Linked DNA regions of Mus musculus: region 1 is linked to region 2. The links are chromatin contacts, called in public capture Hi-C maps. All regions are on one chromosome and are shown on one strand. Each heading gives the region's core, a stretch centred on a gene start, on an enhancer-like site or on the middle of the called end of the contact. The rest is flanking DNA. Distances are from core to core; before and after follow the strand shown. Region 1 holds the start of 4930473H19Rik (RIKEN cDNA 4930473H19 gene). Region 2 holds the start of Snw1 (SNW domain containing 1).

Region 1 (4,997 bases), core at 223-2,722, 970 kb after region 2:
TTCATGGTGACCTCCCTCCTCTCCTTCCTCCACCCAGGATCCCCCTCACTGGGATCGGAAGTCTCATCTCTTCTCTCCCGTCCAGCTATTGGCTGCTCAGCTCTTTATTAACCAACCAGAGGTGACAGAAAACAATTTTTACATGAAAGTAAGACAGGAGATGCTTGGCAATGCCTGTCAGGGCTGCGACCTGATCTCTGGGCCCAGTAATCAGCATCTGAATACACAGCGCACAGAATCATCCCCCAGCGGGGTAGGACATGTACCTTCCGTGGTGGGGGCCGTGGGCTGACTGGCTGACAGGTTGCTTGGTGGCTTTCAGGTGCTTGTCCTGGCCGTGAAGCAACTTTTCCCAGATTTTGAATTCATGTGGCTGGTGGATGAAGCGAAGAAGAACCTGCCTCTCGAGTTGGACTTCCTGAATGAAGGGAGGAACGCTGAGAAAGTGGCCCACATGCTCAGGCACTTTGACTTCCTAAAGGTAGGAGAGCGGGACCGTCAAGGATGAGTGCAGGGGTCGGTTGGGCCCTACCCTGGCTGTCCCTACATAGAGGGCGTGAGCTGGGACATCTCTTGGCCAAAGTTTCTAACTTAAGGTGAGTGATTTGTAATTGGAGATCCACATGGAAGCCCCTTGAAGGCAATTTCCAAGAGTGAACCCTAATATGATTGTTGAACCAGCTGTTCATTGCATGCTTGACACTGAGTACCCCGTGGGCCTGTGTTCTATGGCCTCTCCCTCCACAGAACATGCAGTGAGTGACGGTGACAGCTAACACTTCTGTACTCTGATCCGGCTCCAAAAATGCATGTTACATTTGCTCCTGTAGTACAGTTTTGTTACAACAGTGTTTCTAGACAACACTACAGTATGCAGAACTATAGAGCAGAAACCTTGGGGCTCCCCAGAGAACCAGGCACATAGGCTCCTCAGTGACACAGAAAAAGAAGTATAAGGCTTTAGGGCCTCAAAGGTGTATTCACTTGCACATACCAGTTTTCCTCTTCCTTATCCTACATTTATTATTTCCTTGGTCTCTTGGTGTATTGTGGGAGGCCCCCTTTTGGTGCCGCTCTAGAAACTTCCCACTTAATGGGAGAAAGCAGATACATTATTGCCTGTCTTACAAAGTGTTGTGCACACAGTGGACCTTCATATTTATTTTGGTGGCTTCCCATGAGGAAACGCTTAATCTACCCAGGACAGGGAGCTCAGAAAGGCCTCCAAAAAGGGCTGACTTCAGGGGGGAGAATGCAGTATTTAGTGAGCGAGCATTTCAGTGTGTCAGGCCCTGTCGTACTGACAGGATGCTGACACATCCTGATGGTGAGCCCTTCTAGCCCATCCCTCTACACAGCCGTGTCTTGGGTAGAGTTCCAGTTTTAGCCCAGGCTCTCTGACTCTGTGTCTGCTGCTTACCTCAGAGTTTCTGCCACCTTTAACCTGGCAGAGGTGCCCCTTAGTGCCAGAGTGCGGAGCCAGACAAACGCAACAATCTCCTCCACCGTTTCCATGGAAACAGCAGAATCATCCTCTGGCTGGAGCCAACTAGCAACTGCCAGACCAAGACATGTAATAATAATAATAATAACAACAACACAGATTTTTGAAACAAGGATGCCAAATTGGTAAATAATTAACATACTGATCTGACCCACTGCTGCCAGAACTCACATACCATTCCTAAGACAATGGAGGAATGAAGGCTCCTAAGTAATTAATTTTGCCTAAGCACATCATAAGCAGGAAGCAAATTCTGCACGGTGAACCCAGCTCAGCTTTTAAAACTGTAGATAGATTGCTCTTGCATGCTGGCACCCCATCACAACATCTGTGCGTAATTAAGTCTCAGCAACGAGTTTGCCTCTCATGTGCGAGGCCTCTTCCAGTGCTAAGGGGTGTTTAATATCCTCGACCCTTCACAGTAAATCTTTGGGTCTCAGCCCATCTCTGAATAAAATAGAGAGGATGCCAGAAGAAGGTGAAGGGCAGCCAGACTGAACAATACGGATCTGAGCATGCGTAGAATAGGGCTGTGCCAGGCATTCAGACTTGTGATTAACCTGAGGGATAGTTGGGGACAGGAAGGAAAGGAGAAACAGTCTACGCATGGGTTTGAAACCAGTTTAGATAAAAGCTCGAGTGGAGATGAGAGTGTGTCACATCAGGCAGGGTCACTCCAGAGTTTTTTGTGTGAGGTCAGGACCCTGGGGGATATGTGAGCTCTTGGAGAAGTGTCACAGCTTATTAGACTTTCAAAGATGAGCAACATGTATAATAACATATGACCTTTTAATGTGTTAGTCACTTCTAAAAGTGTTTCACATATATTTACCCTTTAATCTGTAGAGTGGCCTCACAAAGGAGGTACCATTTTGAACCCTGTGCCATTGGTGGGGAAGCAGAAGTCCCAAGGGATCGAGCCATTAGCCTAGGTTGACAGAGTAAACCAGCAAGGGGAAGAAGCAGGGTTAGGGGGGAGACAGCGTGGCTTAAAGCCTGCACATCAAACTGTGTAGTACTTGTTTGAAACATTTCTGAGTCACAGAAGACAACTATGTTGCATGATGTTTGCATGAGTGTGTGAGCGTATGGCATTGACTCAGCTCTGAGGTGGATCAGGATCCTCATGGGTCACTGCGTAGCTGTCACGGGACAGCCACTGTTTAACCAACAGCTCAGCATTTGGTTCTGTGTGGGACACTTGTCCTCTCTCCACGCCAGTGGTGCGTGAGGTGAAGCAGGCTCTTCTATAGCCACCCACATCATCTTACTAGGGGTGCATTAGGTCTCAGAGAGGTTACCATGTGTCCACAGTCAATAAAGCAAGTAGGAGGCCGAGCTCTGACTTCTGGAGGACTGTATCCTGCATGATAGCAGAGGCTTCACGGTGCACAGAGTAGAGGTGCATGGTCAGGCCCCACCACGAGGCCCAGGCTACCCAAGCAAGGTCGTGGGACTTTTTATAGAGGTTGGGTGGTCCTGATGTGGTAGCAGGTGGAGCTCTCAGGTGGGCCGTTGTGGGGGGCTACCCTGTATGACATAGACCCTGAGCCAGGGTCTCATAGGCCAGAGGTGGCCCTGCTAGGGCCAGTGAGTCCCTGGTGAGATGCGTCCCTAAGCTTGCTTCCTTTATAGCCAGGTGCCAATTTTTTTTTCCTTCCTGGATGGAAGAAGGAGATGGGCAGTGGTGAGACATAGCCATTTGGGGACTTGAGGGACAAGTCATGTACTTTTGCTGTTTCGTGATTTTGTGGTCATTTCCATGTGATAATCCAGCCCCGAGTGGCTGAGGAAAAGGGCGTGTGATTATCAGGCTGGAGTGGTCACATCACAGGGAATGAAGGTATGGGAAGGAGTCCCTGGCTTATTCCTGCCCGTGCCCAGGCAGCCCAGAGAGACTTCAGCTTTGGGCTCTCACCCCACCCTTGGTGCTCTCCTGGCTGTCCTCCAAATGACCTAGTAGGACCTGCTGGGGCTCTGGCCTAATGTTTACAGAGCTCCAAGGCCCACTGCCAAGCTGAGGTTTCCAAATCAATGGATAAACTTAACCAAAGGTACCCAAGTAGTATACCTTTCCCCTGGAGACCAGGAGCAACGATAATGACAGACATGGACTTGTTTCGAGTTGACAAGTGTGTCTGAATCTTACATTCAAAGCAACAGAGAGGCATAAACGTCTTGATCAACCTAGATTTCCAAATGGTGAAAATTTAACTTAGGCTCATCTGCTTCTTAGCACCAGGGCTTCACATATAGGTAGCTCCATGCCCTGCAGGGCCCCTTGCCAGGGAAGGAAACTGAGGCACGAGGTAAGAGAATGATCGACGGTACAGCTTTCTCAGAAGAACTAGGAGAAATGTGTAGCTGGACTTGAGGGCTGTCTAGATGGAATGGACTGCCTTTGGTTCTTCTCCTTAAGAGGAAATAGTGACCAAAACTTTGAAGAAATAGTATGCTGAAAGCATCATGGCTTTGATGGTACTGATAGTGTCACCTGCTTATGTGACACCACACAGCCTGTGGTGCCCTCTGACCCCTTCCTGTTCCCACTGAAATCTGTTCTATCTTGCTTTTTGGTGTTTTCAGAGTCAGGGAGAGTAGGAATATGTTAAATAGTTTATGATTTGTCTGCAGTTAACCGAAGCCCAACCCGACAGGTTCATTTGTTTGTTTTGAGACAGTGTTTCTCAGTGTAGCCCTGGCTGTCCTGGAACTTGCTCTGTAGACCAGGCTGGCCCTGAACTCTCAGAGGAAGAGTTCCTCTGTTTCCTGAGTGCTGGGATTAAAGGAGTGTGCTACCTGCTACTACTGCTAGCTAGGTATTTATTTATTTATTTATTTATTTACTTACTTACTTACTTACTTATTTACTTATTTATTTATTTAATGCTTATTCTTATGGCTAGAAGAATGGCTCAGAAGTTAAGAACATGCACTGTTCTTCCAGAGGACCCAAGTCTGGTTCCCAGTCACCATAATAGGTGGCTTACAACTGCCTGTAATACCAGCTCCAGGGGACACAAAGCCTCCAGCTTCCTTGGGCATCTGAGCTCACAGGCACATTATCTGCCCCCTCCCCAACATATATACATGGTTAAAAATGTTTATTATTTGTATAGAGTGAGAAGGTGTGCAGCAGTTGCCTGCTGATGGTACTTGGTACTCTGACAGCATCAGGGCTGACTTTCTTTTCCTTCCTTTACCCCCCTGTGGTTACAAGATGGCTGTCACTGTCCCAAGAATCACATTTACCTTCAGGGTGGGAGAGAAAGAGGGGAACAGTACCACAGGCATCCTTTTATGAAGAGAAACGAAACCTTTCCCGATCCTCTTAACAAAGTGCCACTTACTTCTGATGAGCCAGAGCCACATCATGTGACCACCCGCTATGGGGCAGCCAGGGAACAGGTTTCAGTTTCACACATGTGGGGAAGAGGAAGATGGGTAATAGACAATGGGTTAAGATCCAGCATTGTCTGCCACAGGAGGCTTG
Region 2 (5,711 bases), core at 1,787-4,286:
CCCTGTACTGGGGCATATAAAGTTTGCAATACCAAGAGGCCTCTCTTCCCAGTGATGGCCGACTAGGCCATCTTCTGCTACATATGCAGCTAGAGATAGGAGCTCTGGGGGTACTGGTTAGTTCATACTGTTGTTCCACCTATAGGGTTGCAGACCCCTTCAGATCCTTGGGTGCTTTCTCTAGCTTCTCCATTGGGGGCCCTGTGTTCCATCCAATAGATGACTGTGAGCATCCACTTCTGTATTTGCCAGGCACTGGCATAGCCTCATATGAGACAGCTATAACAGGGTCCCTTCAGCAAACTCTTTCTGGCATATGCAATAGTGTCCGGGTTTGGTGGCCTTCCTAATTTTTAACAAGGCCTATTTAGGTAGTCCAGGCTGGTCTTGAACTTGTCCCTGTCTAGCCTCAGCCTCTAGAGTAATGAGATTATAGAGGAATTCCACATTATGCTACTGTGCTTTCCTATTGGTTTTTCTGTTTTCATTGTCAGCAGACAGACTCTCACTGTGTAGATCCAGCTGCTTCCCCAGTTTTGGGATTAAAGCTGTCTAGACCATGTGTATACCATCCAACTTTCTGCATTATGATTAACTATTCATTTACCAGACAGAGCAACCTGAGCTGCCATGTGGGTGCTGGGAAACATACCAGGTCCTCTGCAAGAACAGCCACTGCTTTGAACCACTGACCTATTCCTCCCCAGTCCGTATTTGCTAGTTTTATAAACAACATTTAAAAACACAGAAATGAAAGCTTTGTAGTCCTCAAGCCCGACCATTTTGAGACTTCACCTTTTAGCATTGCTGATAGGCACTCAAGACATATTATACCTCTGGCGTTCTTCTTGTGTGCATCCATTTCAAATTCTACTTTCCCTCTCATGGTCCTACTAATCTGTATCATAGTGCCTGAAGAAGACTCGAATATTTGCTATCTAAAACACTCAGTCAGCACAACTCACTCTTATTTTTCTGTACCGAGGCTAGGACCACACATCTGTTGATGTACCAGTACATCATCTGTTGGTTCCAGTTTCATTTCTGTGGCTGTTGTTAAAAAACTGCGGCAAAACACAATTTACAGGAGGAAGGGCTTATCTGATGTCTTAGTCACTGTATGTATTCTTGCACAAAACATCATGACCAAGAAGCAAGTAGGGGGAGGAAAGGGTTTATTGAGCTTACACTTACACAATGCTGTTTATCACCAAAGAAAGTAAGGAAAGGGACTCGCACAGGGCAGGAACTTGGAGGTAGGAGCTCATGCAGTACCCATGGAGGCTGCTGCTTTCTGGATTGCTTCCCCTGGCTTGCTCAGTTCGCTTTCTTATAAAACCCAGAACTACCAGCCCAGGGATGACACAACCCACAATTGGCTGGGCCCTCCCGCCTTTGATCACTAATTGAGTAAGTGCCTTACAGCTGGATCTCGTGGAGGCATTTCCTTAAGTGAGGCTCCTATCTGTGTGATAAATTGAGCTTGTGTCAAATTGACACACAAACCCAGCCAGTACATTTGGCTTTTAATTCCAGGTTAAAACCCACGAGAGATGTCAAGGCAGCTAGTGAAATCCCACAGACAATCAAGAGCAAGAGGGACTTGCTTTCTTGCAGAGAAGGAAGGAGGGAGGCAAGCAGGCAGGCAGGCTAGGCACCATGTAAGCTGCTTGCTGGTTGGCAGAGTGGCTTATACTCATCTAGCTTATACTGTTCAGGATATCCCGCCTAGGGAATGGAGCAGCCATTAGTGGTTTGGATCTTCCTGCATCTCTTAGCAAGAAAAACAATCCTTTCCAGACATGTCCATAAGCCAATCTGTTCTAGGCAATTTTTTCACCTGATATCTTTTGACCAGGTGTTAAGCAGACAGTTAAAGCTAACCAGGTCAGTGTTATTCTGTTTTTGTTTTTAAATCCTGGCCTTAAACTACCTATACAGACCTGATTGGCCTTGGAACTCTGAGATCCTCCCGCCTGCACTATTTTCATCCGTGTACCCACTTGTCCATCTTCCCGGTTTAAAAAAAATTTTTTTTTCATTCTACATATACTACCTCTAGGGCAAAGCAGGACAACAAACCTTAATTCATATAACCAAAATATTCTTAGGATTCATATTGTTATGAGCCAGGAAAAAATATGAGAAGTGGGTTTAACAGGTACAATCCAAGGCCCTAAAGTGAATACCTTCTTTAAAATCAGACTTTTCCAGCTGAGTTTGCATGGAAAGTTTTTCCACTTACAGCAGTTGGGAGTTACATAACTTTTTGGAAGTCTCCCACTTAGCATTTTCTTTTCCTTAAAGGTTGGAAACACTTTACATACAGTAACCAGGGCAACCAGGAACAGCAAAAGCCGGAGGTGGTTCTATGTACAAAAGAAATTCTAAGATCCAAAGTTAAAAGGTGGAGCGGCGCGCATTTAGTCAACAGCAGCCCCTACTGCTGTCAATTAAAAAAAAACTTGGTCGGTTCTCGGACGTTCCCAACTCTTTGTTTTTTTGTTTTGTTTTTTTTTTTTTTTTTGCAAAAATCTTTGTTTCGGGAGAGAGAGAGTAGCAGGAGAAAATGAGAAGCACAAAACATACAAGCGGCTGGAAAGCCTCCCACGAGACGGGCGAGCTTTGCTTAGCGGGGTTAAATAAGCCGCGGCTTCGCAGTGCAACCATCTCAGCCCGCAGTCCACAAGGCGCTCGTCAATCTACCGCGCCGCTTACGCGAAGCACATGTGAGGTCCTCGCGGCGAGGCCATGTCAGGGCTCTCGGAACAGGGGGGGGCGAACTCAACCCGGGAAGCCCCGAAGGAAAGACCCCGGCTTCGGCGCGGCCTAGTCGCGGAGGAAGCCCGAGAGAGGTTCCAGCCACGGTTTTGACTAAGTTACTTCTGCGCCTCAGGCCAGGTCACAGCCCGAACAGTACGGGCAGAAAGGAAAAGATGTGTACTCCAGACCCTTCCGTATCGAGGACCCAAATCAACAACCCACCTGGTGAGCGCCATCTTCTTCCGCTTCTTCCTGCGCAGGCCACAACGTCGCCGGGCGAGTCTTGCCCGGGAACGAGGAACACAATGGAAAAATGCTCACTGCGCAGGCGCTCTGACCGAACGGCCCTCTGGGCCTTGTAGTTCTTTGAGAGAGACTTGTGACAGCCAGTCTGTTGAAAGTGCGTTAGCAACAACTACCTTAGCATACGAAATTCCTTACTTCTGTAGATTTTACAGGCTACAGGGTCTCTGTTTAACATGTCAGTAGTGATAATACAAAATATGATATAAAGCCTTATTTTGGGACGCTAATACTATTATCCAACTCTGCTTTAAGGCCGCTACACATAGTACTGCTTAAGAGTTTTGAATAGGATGCAAAGTCTGGCTGATCCCCCACTATAAGCCACCCTCCGTGCATATAGTTAATCGTTGTGTTAACAGTCATCTACTTTAAATTTTGCTTCACGAATGAATTATTTAAAAAACAGTGTGGGGTGTGGCAAATAAAGAAGATGCTAGAAATTAAGATCAATGAGCGTAGATTTAGTTCAGCTGATAATTTGGAGCTGAAGTAGGACTGAGACAGGTAAGAAAGACAATTATTTCTTTCTGAGATAGGGTTTTTCTGTGTAGTCCTGGCTGCCTTGGAACTTTTCCTATAGACCAAGCTGGTCATGATCTGACATCAGCTTGACACTGCCTCCTAAGTGTTAGGATCAAAGGTCTTTGCCACTGAATGCAGCTCAAGAAAGACAGTTCTTAGTCCAGCAGTTGAGGCACATGCCTTTAATCCCAGAGGTAGATCACTGTGAGTTCAAAGCCAGTCTGGTCTACAGAGCTAGTTCTAGGATGGCCAAGACTACACAAAGAAACCCTGTCTCAAAAGACTAAAACCAAACTGTCTTAGTGTACCCATTACTGTGAAAAGATGCCATGACTGAGGCAACTTTTATAAAGGAAAATATCACTTGTAGCTGGCTTAAATTTTCAGGGGTTCAGTTCATTATCATTATAGCAGCATCCAGGCAGACATAGTGCTGGAGAAGGAGCTGAGAGTTCAGCAAGCCAATTTGAAGGCAGTAAGGAGAGACTGCTTGTCTCACTCTGGGCAGAGCTTGAGTAGATATAGATCTCTTCAAAGTCCTACATCCACAGTGGCAAACCTCCTCCAACAATGCCATACCTCCTGAGAGTACCACACCTTGCACTAAGCATAAGTAAATCACCACGCCAAACAAACAAAAGGACTCTTCTTGCCACACACTGGTTTTCTATGGTAATGAGAGACTAAAGAGGCTACTGAGGGCAATGTTAAAATAATGAATGTGGGAAATCAGAAAGGCATAGCCCAAAACCTAGGATGTAGGATTGAAAGAAAGGGATGGATATGTATTCTGACAGTCAATTCTCATTTTCCACAGAGACATATCGTTTGGGGTGCTTGTACCCTGATGATCCCTAATCATCCCATGGTTATATAGAGAACAGCAATTTTACTACAACACAATTAAGAGAGTAGATCTGGCTGGGCAGTGGTGGTGCACACCTTTAATCCCAGCACTTGGGAGGCAGAGACAGGTGGATTTCTGAGTTTGAGGCTAGCCTGGTCTACAGAGTGAGTTCCAGGACAGCCAGGGCTACACAGAGAAACCCTATCTTGAAAAGCCAAAAAAAAAAAAAAAAGAAGAAGAAGGAGGAGGAAGAGGAGGAGGAGAAAGAAGAAGAAGAAGAAGAAGAAGAAGAAGAAGAAGAAGAAGAAAAGAGAGAGAGAGAGAGAGAGAGAGAGAGAGAGAGAGAGAGAGAGAGAGAGAGAGAGCTCTGTAGAACTGATTGGGTGACACAGTGGGTAAAGGCCCTTGCTGCCATGCTTGACTGCCTGCGTACAGTCTCACATACATGGAGAAATCAGAATCTCTCAGGTTGTTCTCTGACCTACTCATGCGTGTTGTGGTAGTTTTACACACACAGACTCATACACTATATGTAACAAAACTTAATTTATAATTCTAGGTATACGGGGTATTTGTCTGCATGTATATATGTACCACATGCATGCCTGGTGCCCGAGGCTAGAAGAGGATATTGGACCCCTTGGGTACTACAGTAGCAGATGTTCATAAGCCACTAATGTGGGTGTTGGGAATTAAACACAGGTTCTCTGGAAGAGTAGTCAGTGCTCTTAACTGATCTCTTCAAACCAATAAAGTTTATTTTTAAATGACTTGCCATAGTCAGTGATTTCCTTTAAGTATGTACAGTGCGAGTTTGGTTCCTATGTGCTGGATTTTCATGAGTTTCCCTATGTCATCTGGTTCTGGATTTTGGTAAGCTACCTACGTTGTCTGTGTTTCAGCCCACCGCCAGCAATTTGCAACAGACAAACAAACAAACAAACAAACCCAGAAGACCTAACTTCTCTCTATCTCAGTCTTTCCCCCTCAAAGTTGTGAGGAAGTTGCAGTGAGCTGACCATGGCTGAGGAGGTGGTTGCTCACTCAGTGCAGTACTCACTGCTCAAGCACGAAGACTTCAGGTCAATGCAACTCATGGAAAAAAAACCATGGATGTAATATAAGCAAGCCCCAAGGGCATAGCTCCATTGAGCTTTAATCAGCTCACTAGCATTAGTTCTTGGAACAAGCAGACTTGCCCAACAGAGGGCACCCAGAGCAACAAACACTACATGGGCAGTGTGTCTGTGCTAGAGGGAGTTGCAGGTGTTGG

What was found. Capture Hi-C pulls out chosen DNA fragments and counts their contacts.
Region 1: a capture Hi-C map of macrophages shows a contact between it and region 2, with 2.8 times the contacts expected there. The contact joins the promoter of 4930473H19Rik here to the promoter of Snw1 in region 2. A contact is called at or near these places in 1 of 39 promoter capture datasets (embryonic stem cells), 1 of 115 datasets of contacts at active chromatin or transcription factors (stem cell-derived neural progenitor cells) and 1 of 9 other capture datasets (macrophages).

What each region holds. Positions count from the first base shown.
Region 1 is chr12:88,440,761-88,445,757 of GRCm38.p6, forward strand. 4930473H19Rik (RIKEN cDNA 4930473H19 gene) reads right to left here and starts at 1,473. Exons shown (of 3, transcript NR_166711.1): 1 at 1,421-1,473; 2 at 267-475. It overlaps Adck1 (aarF domain containing kinase 1), which reads left to right. Exons shown (of 11, transcript NM_001277297.1): 6 at 323-481.
Region 2 is chr12:87,469,263-87,474,973 of GRCm38.p6, forward strand. It overlaps Snw1 (SNW domain containing 1), which reads right to left and starts at 3,037. Exons shown (of 14, transcript NM_025507.2): 1 at 2,986-3,037. The coding sequence starts at 2,999.